Linked DNA regions of Sus scrofa: regions 2 and 3 are each linked to region 1. The links are chromatin contacts, called in public HiChIP or PLAC-seq maps. All regions are on one chromosome and are shown on one strand. Each heading gives the region's core, a stretch centred on a gene start, on an enhancer-like site or on the middle of the called end of the contact. The rest is flanking DNA. Distances are from core to core; before and after follow the strand shown. Region 1 has its middle 82 kb from the start of EGFLAM. Region 2 overlaps WDR70 (WD repeat-containing protein 70). Region 3 overlaps WDR70 (WD repeat-containing protein 70).

Region 1 (3,945 bases), core at 832-3,331:
AACACAAGCCGTCCTCATCTATTTCCTAAGATAATCCATTATAAATTATGACAGGCTCCCAAGGACCTGGCGGGCAGCGCGGCCCGATCTGCTGCCCAGGTCTCACTTTTCTGTCCTGGTCATCTCCGACAAAGTTCCATGCGTGACCAGTCAGGAGACGGCTAATTCTAGTCCACACATTTTTCAGATGAGCTTCACTTTATTTTTAATTTCCCCACAAACGCACGCCAGGCGCAGACTTCGTCAGTTACCGACATAGCTCGCTAATCTGTGCCGCCCTTCCGTAGCTCAGACTACCGAATGAATTAAGGTCCAGTTACATAGAAAAGTGATTATGATCAGCGAAATGTCTGCCCAGGGTGGCCCTCCCCCCAAAGGGTGAAGATCCAAGATGCTGACAGTCCCCTTTGGCCATCTTGGGGACCCTGCGCTCTACAATAAAAGTGACCCCCACAACAACCTCCTCAAACCTACCGCTCCCTTCAGACTTTACAGCTCAGCGGCCTCTGGCCACCCTGGAGCAGAGAAACAAATTGTTTTCTCATGTTGGGTGGAATTCTTTGTTTTCTGTCTTCATCCAACAAGAGTTCAGGAGGACGGACCTGATCCTTTTGAAAGCTTCCTATTTCACTGGCATCTGGCTTTGGCTTAGAGGCAGCCGCCTTCTTCCAAATCCTCACAGTTGAGGAGCAGGACTCTGTGTCATTTTAGGATTCTTGTGAGACTCATCAGGGCAGTGCAGGGCTGTTTTCTCCTCAAATGGTCAGGGGCCAGGAGCACACAAAGTAAATACTGCACCGAGAGTGTCAAGGACCAGGGAGCCAAGGAAGAGAGGCCACCTCTGTTGGCTCACACAGTGTATAGCCTACTGCAGGGGAGAGGAACTCTTCCTAAGGATGCTTTTATTTGTCATAATTTATTGTTTCATTTTGATAAGTTAATGGGTTATGTGTGAGGTGGAGAGAACAAGGAACAGTGTAGCAGAAAGAGTATTTCTTTGGGCGCCATGAGCTGGGTTTTGCCCCCCAAAGTATGACATCTTCTACACCTCAGTGCCTCTCTCTCGGGGTTGGTCCACCCCAATATAAAATCTATAGTATTCAGGGCTTCTGGGACAAGTGTGAAGAGCTAGGGACATCAGGAAGGCCTTCCTCCTTGGAGTTTCTAGAACAAGGACCACAGAAGCATATTCTGGTTGAAATTGTGGGGATCTCTATATAGTGTCCCCCCCAAATCAGGCCTCTGAAGTGGACTTTTCCAATTTGCCATCCCAACTCCAAAGTGGAGGAGACAACTTTTTCTCAAACGGTTTGATACAGCTCTTTTTGGGGTGAAACCAGGTTTCTGAAAGGTCCCACAAGCTCCCTCAGACTGGAACCTTGAGCAGAGCCTGCGCAGTGTGCTGGTCAAGGCAGAGGAAAGGCTGCCCCCACCGGCGGGAGCAAGCATTGCACCGGCTCCCCCATGCCCGCCAGGCCGGGGCCCAACTGCCCTCTGGGATAAGCCAACCTTGGTAGTCACCCAACTTGAGAATCTTTTGAGCTCTTCCTGTCGCCATGCCCCACCCCATCCATTCCATCCTGGCCTCTTTTTTCTCCTCCCTGGCAGCCACTCTGTTTTCAGATGTTTACCCTGGGTTAGAAGCTCGGTGGCAGGGCATGAGGCCTGGGGGAGGGAGAAGGGGACAGTGCCCAGAAAGAGGAATTCCTCTGGGAGGCACCTAGGGTGCATCAGATGGATGCCTACTCTCTCAATGTCCGGGAGACTGTGTGTGTGCGCATGCGTGCGTTGACCCATAGTCAGTGTCTCTGGCCTGCAATGTCTTTAATCCCAGATGAGCCCAAGTCGGATGCCTTTTTTGGGAACACCAGCGCTCCTATGGCCAATCGCAGTGGTCTCTGTGATCAGGACATCCGGATTTTGTAACGTCATGTTATCACCGCTCCCCCGACCCCAATTCCATCCTTCAGAGCTCTGAGGACATGTAACTAGAAGCCACTGCCGTCGCTCTCCCCCTCCGCAGTGGACCCGTGTCACCTGCCGCCCTGGCATCATCACCCAGGCATGCACTGTCACACTCCCAACCGGAATGTCAGCTTGCTGTTTGAGATTCACACCGACAGTGGGTCCCCAGAGGGCTCCTCTCGGAGCCAGGGCGGCCCGCGCTTGGGCACACATAAAAGCACAGGAGTCCCCTGGCTTTTTGGCAGCACTTCAAGCACTAGCCCAATGAAGAGATCTTGACAGCATACTTGTAAACTCCACAGGCCCCAAGGGCTCAAACACCACGATATTTATGCTCACGGGGTGGACAGCCAAAATAGTTGGGTTGTTATGCAGACGTGGGTCCTTTAGTCCGGGCCAGCATTTCTGACACCTGTTAATTGGCATTTGAGAGAACGGAGTCAAGGGGGGCGGGTGGAGGAGGGGGCTTTGGAGCTGCTGCCAACCTGTACCTGAACAGCAGGGCACCCCCTCAAGGTTTTGACCCATCTGGTGGGGGTGATGAGGGGTGGGGAAAAGCTTCCCTGGCAGGGATGAGCAAGTGAGTCCCAGGGTTGCCAGAAGGGATCATGAGAGAAGGAAGAAAATAGGAAGGAGGGTGAGAAGAAAAGTAAGAGACCAAGAGGGAGAAAAAAGAGCGAGAGAGAGGGTATTTTTAGACTTGCTAACACAGAGCTTTGGGCTGTAGCACCCTGGTCTCTGTTTCTGCTGCACCAGTTCTCCCGGCCCAGGTTGGGACAAGCGCTCCTTCCCTCCTGAGGCTATAGACCCACCCTCGTTCAAGGTCAGCTGCAGGACCACCTCCCCCTACGAGCCTCCGCCTCCAAAAAGCTCCCAGCCCCAGCTCCCCCAGCCCTAGCAACCTCTGCCCCCAGAACACTCTTATCCTGCGCACAGTGTAGCCCCCCCCCCATGCATCTTCTTCTCCTCCTTACAGTTGCCCCCTCACTCCGTTGTTTGTCCCTTGGCATCATGATGGAGCCTTACTCTGGCGCACGGTGCCCAGCACAGCCCTAGACTTACTGTAGGTTCTCGGTTTCCAGAGCTGGATCGCTGTTCTCCCACCGAATGTCTTCTTTTCAGTTCCAGGCATTCAGCCTTCACTTCCATCCAGCAATGCCCCTACTCTGTACCCCCGCAGCTTCAAGCTGACCGTGGGTGGTTCACAGCTAAACCTGAGACAAGGTTTAAATAACTTAGTAAAAATCATGTCTGCATTTCATTATTAATGCACACGCACACAAATGTCCAGAAAATCCCTGTTTCTGAACTGACTTATGTTCCAAAGTCACCTATGTTAGTTGTTTGAATCTGGAAGTCCATTCAATATTTTGAATGACTTTGTTCATTCATTCATTCCACAAATACAGCTGAGCCACAGGAACAGGCAAGCACCGTTTTAGATGCTGGCGAAGCTGTGGGGAGCAACCTTGTCCTCTAGGAGTGTATACCATGGTCAGGGGAGACAGGTGACCCACAAACACATAAAATATACATGGCAGATGATCCTAAGTGCTATGGAAAGGAATGAAATAGGCACCAGGAATAAGGAGTATAGGAATGGGGCTGGGATTATAAACCGAGTGGCTGGGAAGGCCATTTGAGAGAGAACTGAAGGAGAAAGAGATCGAGGAAAGTCCAGACTCAACGCAAGAGTGAAGTTGGTCTCTTCAAGGACTGAGAAGAAAGCCAGAGCAGAATGAACACTGGGGAGAGAAAAATACTAGGCAGTTTCCCCAGCTAGCCTCTCAGTAGTCGATTTAGCCCGAACAAGTCTGAGCTGTGATTCTAATGCAGGGCAGTGCCTTTACTGGGTGCCCACTCTCTGCCAGGGATTAGTGCTGGTACTCATACTCTACATGTCCACAACCATGGCTCTCTAGGAAGATCTCTTTGGAGTGTCCGCTGGGAGTGCTAGGGACAGACAGAGCCCACTCAGGG
Region 2 (3,945 bases), core at 903-3,402, 680 kb before region 1:
GGAGTTCCCGTCGTGGCTCAGTGGTTAACAAATCCGACAAGGAACCATGAGGTTGCGGGTTCCATCCCTGGCCTTGCTCAGTAGGTTAAGGATCCGGCGTTGCCGTGAGCTGTGGTGTAGGTCGCAGACGCGGCTCAGATTCCATGTTGCTGTGGCTCTGGCGTAGGCTGGCGGCTACCGCCCTGATTAGACCCCTAGCCTGGGAACCTCCATATGCCGTAGAAGCAGCCCAAGAAATGGCAAAAAGACCCCAAAAAAAAAAAAAGTGATTAAAGTGATTTACAATGTTGTATTTGGTTTTTATAATTGAAAACTTCATTTTATGGCATTGGGAGTGTTTTCTATTTTTGACATATCAGTCTGTTTTTACATGGAAGTAGAGATAGAGGACTGAACAGAAGAAATGTGAGCATCAAGATGCAAATAGATGAAAATAGACACCTGCTGTCCTTTTTTTTTTTTTTTTTTTGGCTGTGCCTGTGGCATGTGGAAGTTCTTGCGCCAGGGACTGAACTTGTGCCACAGTAGTGACAATGCCGGATCCTTAACCCTTAGGCCACCAGGGAACTCACTAGACCCCTGTTTTTGTAAGAGCCATTATATATACCTTGTCCTAAGTTTAAAATTTAGTTTCATAATAGTTTAATAATTGTAAGAGCAGGCCCCACAGTTGAATGAGATTAATTAGTTACTTTATATAGACTAGAATTGCTTGTGAACCTATCTGTTAAATGAGACAGAAAAAAGTTGTAGTTTTCTCTTAAAACAGTCCCACAAAACTTAAAATGTTATTGTTCTGATTGAGGTGTAATTATATCTAATAATGTGTACAGATCTTAAGTTTTTAGTCTGAGCAGTTTTGACAATTCTATATGCACTGTGTGTAGCCACCATCCCAAATAAGAAGTAGGAGCTTCCATCACCCCGTTAGTTCTTTGTGCCTCTTCTAGTCATGAACTTTAAAAAAAAATGAGTTCTTGGAGTTCCCTGGTTGCATGTTGGGTTAACCATCTGTTGTCACTATTCGTGACTTGGGTTTCTGCTGTGGCATTGGTTTGATCCCTGGCCCCCAGGGCTTCCACGTGCTGTGGATGTAGCCAAAAAGGAATGAGTTCTCGATAGCACCAGAATTGAAAGGAAAATTACCAGAGAACATATTGATAGTTTTACATTAAGAACTATACTGCCTGATTGTGATTATTTTTTTTAATACGCATTTCACTTCAGTTGCAGGTTAGTAGTTGATTTAGTGTTACTGCTGAAGTCACTGGATTGGCAATGTTAATGTATATTATAATTTCTTTTTCTTTTTTTTTTGTCTTTTTGTCTTTTGTTGTTGTTGTTGTTGTTGCTATTTCTTGGGCCGCTCCCGAGGCATATGGAGGTTCCCAGGCTAGGGGTTGAATCGGAGCTGTAGCCATCGGCCTACGCCAGAGCCACAGCAACGCGGGATCCGAGCCGCGTCTGCAACCTACACCACAGCTCACGGCAACGCCGGATCGTTAACCCACTGAGCAAGGGCAGGGACCGAACCCGCAACCTCATGGTTCCTAGTCGGATTCATTAACCACTGCGCCACGACGGGAACTCCTATAATTTCTTTTGATAACAAACTTACTTTTCACTTTCCCTTCGTTTGATCTTATCTGCAATGGTAATAAAATTGTTCCTTCAAATAGAATGCAAATGAAAGTGGTATGCAAACCATGACTGAACTTTGTCAAACTACACCAACTGTTAAATAATTAGGAGTATTTAGTGAGTTTTTGGAGGTATATTATTATTTTGCTTTGAACTGAGTAAGTGAACAAAAATTCAAGGGGGTAGAGTCAGGAAAGAGGTGAAAGTGATTTTTAAACTGTATTTATTACATGTGTGTAGTTCTGATTTTTTTTAAAGGTAAAGAAGGTTGTAACATAATCAAATGGAAACTGGGATTATTGAGGATTTTCATTATCCTTGCTATCCAGTTTCCCATTACTACAGAAAATTGAAAGTTGCGTTTTTATGACTGTAACTAAAGGCTAGATGTAACAGTGACTTTTTAGCTGTGAGCACCTGTTTTCCATGAACTTTCTTTGACTCCCTGGTTGGCATGCTCCGTGGTGAAGAGTCCAAGTTTGGGCCACCACTGTGCTTCCCTGACTTCTGGTCTGAGGCTTCTCATCTCTTTGGCCTTGGTCATTGCCAACCACCTGTATCAGTCAGTCTTTTTCTCTCATGCATTAGGGAAAGTTTGAAGTGTTAAAAATGGAAAAAAAAAACCCTCTCTTTTAGTTCTCAGGAGTTGATTGATATAGAATGAGGTAATTTATGTAAACACTTAACATCGGGATTGACACATACTAAATACTCAGATTGCTGGATTTTCTTATTGTTTTCATCATCATTACCAATATTTGATTAATGACCAATTTTAATTTAAGTGCAGCTGGCTGGAAAGAAAAGTTTTTTAAAAACATTGTGAGGAAACTTAATGATTCTAATTTCAGAGGAAAATTAATGTTCTTTAAAACAAGACAGTTTAATTACACCTGCAAGGTTCTGTCAGCAGAGGTTGCTAGAAGCTCTATTCCAAAATCCAGTGAATGTGTCATTACTATTTCCAAACTAATGTGGGAAAGTCTTCATTCTTTAAGATGAGCACTAGGGGGCAGTAGAAGCATTTTGGTTTTTGGCACAAATCCATTTTTTTTTTTTTCAACTGTCTTGTCTACAAGTGGAAGAAAAAAAGAATTTTATAAACAATGTCTTCCAGAAATTGGAACAGGTGAGGTTTAGTTTGAGATTAATGCTGGAATAGTTACTTTATATTGAAGCATAATATAGAAAATTCTTTATTTTTTTGTGATTTGAGAATATTATGACAGTTATATTTAAAGTTTGTTTTTTATCTTTAAGTTTTTAAAATCAGTAACATTCCTGTATAGCATAAGTCTTAGTGGCAGGAATTTTCAGGATAGTTTCTTTATAACTTATAAGTCTCTTGGCAAATAAGAAGGTTTATTTCTCTGATCCCCAGGGTAACCCAAACTTTAAAAAACACGTATAATAGCTTGTCACTTCCCTGCTTTCTTTCCTGTCAGTAAACTCTCCAGTTTCTTCCTATCCTATCACATTGTTAAGAAATCCTAGTTCCTTGCCTTGACCTCCTAAGACCCTGCATGACTTGGCTTCTGCAAGTCTCTCTGACTTGATCTCCTTCCACTCCTCTCTTGCTCACTCTTCTCTACCCACGTTGACTTTTCTGCTTTTCTTTGAACAGCTGTCCTTTTTTCCTCACAGAGCCTTTCAATTTTGTTTTTCCTCTATGTGCAATAACAGAGCTTCATGACCCCCTAATTTTTTTTTCCTAGCTCCCCCCCCCCCTTTTTTTGGCTTTTTAGAGCCGCACCCATGGCACAGGGGTCAAATCAGAGCTACAGCTTCCTTCCTGCCTCACAGCAGCACGGGATCCGAGCCGCATCTGTGACCTACACCACAGCTCATGGCAATGCTAGACCTCAACCTATTGAGCGAGGCCAGGGATCAAACCTGTGTCCTCATGGATGCTAGTCAGATTCGTTTCCACTGAACCACAGTGGGAATGCCCACGACTCCCTGGTTTTATTTGGATTTTTGTTTAAGTGTTACTTCTCTGACTACTTTATATAAGTACTCCACCTTCATTCCACTGCTTTATGGTGCTCCATTATCTGACATTTTGTTTATTAGTTTTCTTGTCTTTCTCCTCACAGTAATTTGTTTCATGAGGGCTGTAACATTGTCTCTTTTACGATTGTATCCCCAGTGGCTTGACCTGTGCGGGGCACACATACTCACTCAATGGCCATCATCTTTGGCTTTGGTGATAGTAGTTATTCTCTTTCTCGCAAACATTTCGTGGAATTAAAGCTAGCTTCTGATCTAGTCATAGTTCACCTTTAGAAACTCAGGAGCAATGCT
Region 3 (3,945 bases), core at 657-3,156, 570 kb before region 1:
TACTCTTTGGCAGTCACTGCCCATTTTTCCTATTCCTCAACCTATGACAACCACAAATCTACTCTTTGTTACTTTTTGACTAAAGTGTTGAAGTTCGAATAAATAATAGTTTAACACCACTGATCCTTCATATTAATGAAATTAGGTAATTAGGTTCTTCATTATTAAATATTTATAGTAATGTGTTAACTAAGGTTTTATTTCCCTCATGTTGTAAACAATAGCTTATGATCATTAGGCATAATAGTACATCACTAATTACCTACTATTGTAGTAAAATTTTGTTGAGTCTACCCCTTTTTTTGTTTTTGTTTTAAAAATTTTAGATAAACGTGTCTTTCCTTTAACCCCCAAATTGGGATAAATAAAATGACCTTAATTGTATTTATCTTTGCTTAGAATACCTTTCTCTCATGGTACAAATAAGTATTTACATAGTAGTTATAATAGAATTTCTGTTTAAAATACTGTAAAATAAACTTTGCATTTTTTCTCGGTCTTAGAAACATTCCTTTTTTGCAGGCAAACAGTTGACATTCTTTACAGATCATGCTTATTTGTTCACTGATGCAAGCTCTTAAGGTCCTTGCGACCTGTATGACTTTGAGCACCTGATTGTTTGAATGACTAGTGGATTAATAATTACAAACATGTGCCTATTATATGTTTTACCTCATTTAAATCAGGGTTTAATAGTGAGAATAAAGGAAATGGTTTTCAAAGTTGGAAGATACACTGAGAATTTTGTTAGTGTAGAGATCTGCCTATAGTCCATCTGGGATTTAGTTCAGCTGGGAATTGCTGGAATCATCCAAAGACTATTATTGTATAAGACTCCAATAGATATATGTGAAAAGATGTGAAATTGATTATGTAAGAATTCTGAGAAAAAGACCTTTTTTAAGGAACACCACTGTAAGACTTCTCTGACTCTTCTTGGGAAGCAGTGACAGAACCTGGGTTCTGCAAAAACAAATAATCATAGTTTACTGTGACTATTCCTATGGTAGATATTTTTCTCTGTCTCCATAGTAATAAGCGATGGCAAATACCTTCAACAACTAAGATGGTAGAAGAGCCCACAGGCTGAACAAGTACTCCGTTCTTGAATCCATGCCTTAGGTTTCTCTGAATATAAAATTAAAGCATTGTTTTTGAATTTTAAATAAATAAGAGGACTAGAACATTGCCACTGCTGGATATTGACAAGAGATGCTTGGAACCTAGAGCAGCTGGGCAGGTGGAAATTGAACATCACCTTAAAAGTGAACATCACGCTACAACTTTTATTGTGGTACACAAAAATATAACCTAAATCCATGGTCTCAAGAGCATGCTTATATATAGATACACATGTTGGATTTTATAATAGCTCTCAGAGGAAGAATGGGTTTCACTTTACAAAATTTTGTTCTGCCTACAGATTTTTAAGAATAAATCTCTTGTATAACCTGATGCTCTTATGTAAAATAAAAAAAGGAAAAGCTATGCTGTTTGAATATTACCAAATAGGCCCTGATAAGAAATGCTAATAACATAATTAGATTCTAAGTTTTTTGTTTTAGATTCAAAAAAGGTTTTTTTCACCCTAAATTAGCTACGCCATGCACAGCCTCCAAAAGATGCATTTTGTCTTTGTGTCTCCTGCATTTTTTTTTTTTTTTTTTTCTTCACTGAGTTTGAACAGACTGTTTTGTCCATGCCTGTGGAAGACTTCTTTCACTGTTCCCGGGTATCATGCCTGGCTTGTGTAATTGGGTAGTCATCAGAAAAAAAGGAGGGGGGGATTTTTTTAACCTTTGAAAGTGATATCCTTTTCAGCTTTGGCAGGTCTCAGTGTTCTATCTTTGTCTCTAAAATCCACATCGGAAATGCTAAGAGTTCCCATGCTGGAGTTAGGAGAGGTCGTTGTCAGGAGGATCCTGTAGCACTTTTCAGAAATTAGAGGGTCATCCAGCAAAACTAGGCCACATAGTCTAAGGATCAAGTGCACCCAGTAATATCTTTGGATTTGAAGATCTGCATGCTTTCAAGCTTATCTGTAATTTGGTCTGGTTTCTATTTACCTATTCAAGGCCAGCGTAGTTTTTGTGGTTGCTGAAAAATCCCTTACTAATATCAGTTTGTGCATATGAAAGTATTTTTTTTTTCATTTTAGTCTGGTTTTATTTCAGGTAGGTTTCAAGGTTTAGGTGAAATTGTCATAAGAACTCTTCATTTATCCCTACCCATGCACTTACCTGGCTCCTTATGGTACAGGGGTCCAGTGAGTGATTCCATCAGTGTTTTTAAGAATTTTATCTCTGTGTGCAGGTGTTTAGGAAGTCTTTTTCCTGAGTTATATAAAACAAGGTTTTTGTTTTTCTGAATTAAAAGGATCTGACTGGGCTTAGCCCTTGTTTATTTTAGTTGAATCCTTTCACCTGTGTTACAATAGACTGTCCTGTTTCTTTCTTAAGCCTGTTGATAGCACTCATAGTAGGCAAACAGAATGCACTGTGGTAAAAACTATTCTCGGAAATCAATGGGGAATGAGGCCGCAATAAAGTGAGTTATCTAATGTGAATCTTTTAACTTTAATTCTGATCATGGCAAGCTTTTTACAGTATACTTTTCTCCCTATAATATACTGTTGTTTAATTCCTTGTTGAATTACAAGCATCATTATGACTATTGTATACTGAACTATACTTTCCATAGGTAGATACGAATATAGGGCCAAGTCATGTGTGAGACATTGGTTGCAAAGATTGACCTTGTTTTCTCTCTCTCTGTATCTGTGCCCCTTGCATTGTGCCTCTGCAGAGGTCAAGTTTTTTTGCTTACTTCTTCAATCTAGGCTGGCCTTGTAACTTGCATTGGCTAATAGATCTAGCAGAGGTAATGGTGTGTCAATTATGAAGCTAGGTCTCAAGAGGCCTTGTGCACTTCTCCCACGGAACCCTGACTAGCTATTATGAGAATCGTGACGCCATCAAGCCTGCACTCCATCCAAGAGCCAGCCAACCACAATATATGTGAGGGAGGCCATTCTAAATAAGCCAAACTTAGCTGATTTATTTGACTATTACAAAATGATGAGAGAGCGCATAGCCAGGATAGAGTTGCCAACTGATCTGTGGAGTTAAAAGCAAGAAATGTTCGTCGTTTTAGGCCCTTGGATTTGGGGTAGTTTATTATGCAGCAGTGTCTAATTTTTGTCCAGTAACTGACCTTAGAACATGTTTCTTTGAGGTAAAAAAAAAAAAAAAAAGAAAAGCTTCAGACATCAGCTTAATTTTTGGTCAGTTGCTGCTTTTTCAGAAAATTGTCCTAAATGATAGTTCTGCAAAATTAGTGACTCAAAGACAAAAATAGCTCACTTTCATAATTGTTGGCTACCTCCAAGGTTTTGTTGAATTACACTCTTTCAAATAATCCTTTTTTTTTTTTTTTTTTTTTTTTTTTTTAATGGCCTCACCCACAGCATGTGGAAATTTCTGGGCCGGAATTGAATCTGAGCCACAGCTGTGACCTATGCCAGGCCGGGGATCCAACCCACATCTCTGCAGTGACCCATGCCACTGCAGTCAGATTCTTAATCCACCGCGCCACAGCGGGAACTCCTCAGATAATCTTTTTCAATGTTTTTGTTGTTCTTTTACAGTAGTACTTTATGTATTATTCGTTGTGTTGACCTTACTGGAAGGGGAATCACAGGAAGGTCCCCTGTCATCCTGTACCTATTTTTTAATCTCCTATGTGCTCAGTGTTTTGATGAAATGTGGTAAGGATTTCCTTATCATTTGTTTAGCCATAGCACAAATAGTTTTTGAACTCTTACGGTATGCATAGGCACTGTGCCAAGGGCTTTTGTGAGCTTACAGTCTAGGAAAATACAATTCGACAGCAAATTGAATTATAGAGGGATAGGAACACCTGTGATAAGAACACATAAAGAGGAAG

The links. HiChIP or PLAC-seq counts read pairs in DNA pulled down with a chosen protein or histone mark.
Region 2: a contact with region 1 is called in an H3K27ac HiChIP or PLAC-seq map of skeletal muscle, with 9 times the contacts expected there. The contact joins two enhancer-like sites. A contact is called at or near these places in 2 of 47 Hi-C or Micro-C datasets (fetal skeletal muscle and skeletal muscle) and 1 of 2 datasets of contacts at active chromatin or transcription factors (skeletal muscle).
Region 3: a contact with region 1 is called in an H3K27ac HiChIP or PLAC-seq map of skeletal muscle, with 3 times the contacts expected there. The contact joins two enhancer-like sites.

What each region holds. Positions count from the first base shown.
Region 1 is chr16:23,318,645-23,322,589 of Sscrofa11.1, forward strand. No RefSeq gene overlaps it. Among named protein-coding and RNA genes, the nearest start is that of EGFLAM, 82 kb to the right of the region's middle. Within about 2 kb of position 2,082, at least 2 of the 83 cell types and tissues checked have an H3K27ac peak or open chromatin away from gene starts, as enhancers often do. A contact at or near this core is called in skeletal muscle, where this site is marked.
Region 2 is chr16:22,634,634-22,638,578 of Sscrofa11.1, forward strand. The region is part of intron 5 of WDR70 (WD repeat-containing protein 70); the gene reads left to right. Among named protein-coding and RNA genes, the nearest start is that of WDR70, 37 kb to the left of the region's middle. Within about 2 kb of position 2,153, at least 1 of the 83 cell types and tissues checked has an H3K27ac peak or open chromatin away from gene starts, as enhancers often do. A contact at or near this core is called in skeletal muscle, where this site is marked.
Region 3 is chr16:22,752,340-22,756,284 of Sscrofa11.1, forward strand. The region is part of intron 9 of WDR70 (WD repeat-containing protein 70); the gene reads left to right. Among named protein-coding and RNA genes, the nearest start is that of WDR70, 150 kb to the left of the region's middle. Within about 2 kb of position 1,907, at least 2 of the 83 cell types and tissues checked have an H3K27ac peak or open chromatin away from gene starts, as enhancers often do. A contact at or near this core is called in skeletal muscle, where this site is marked.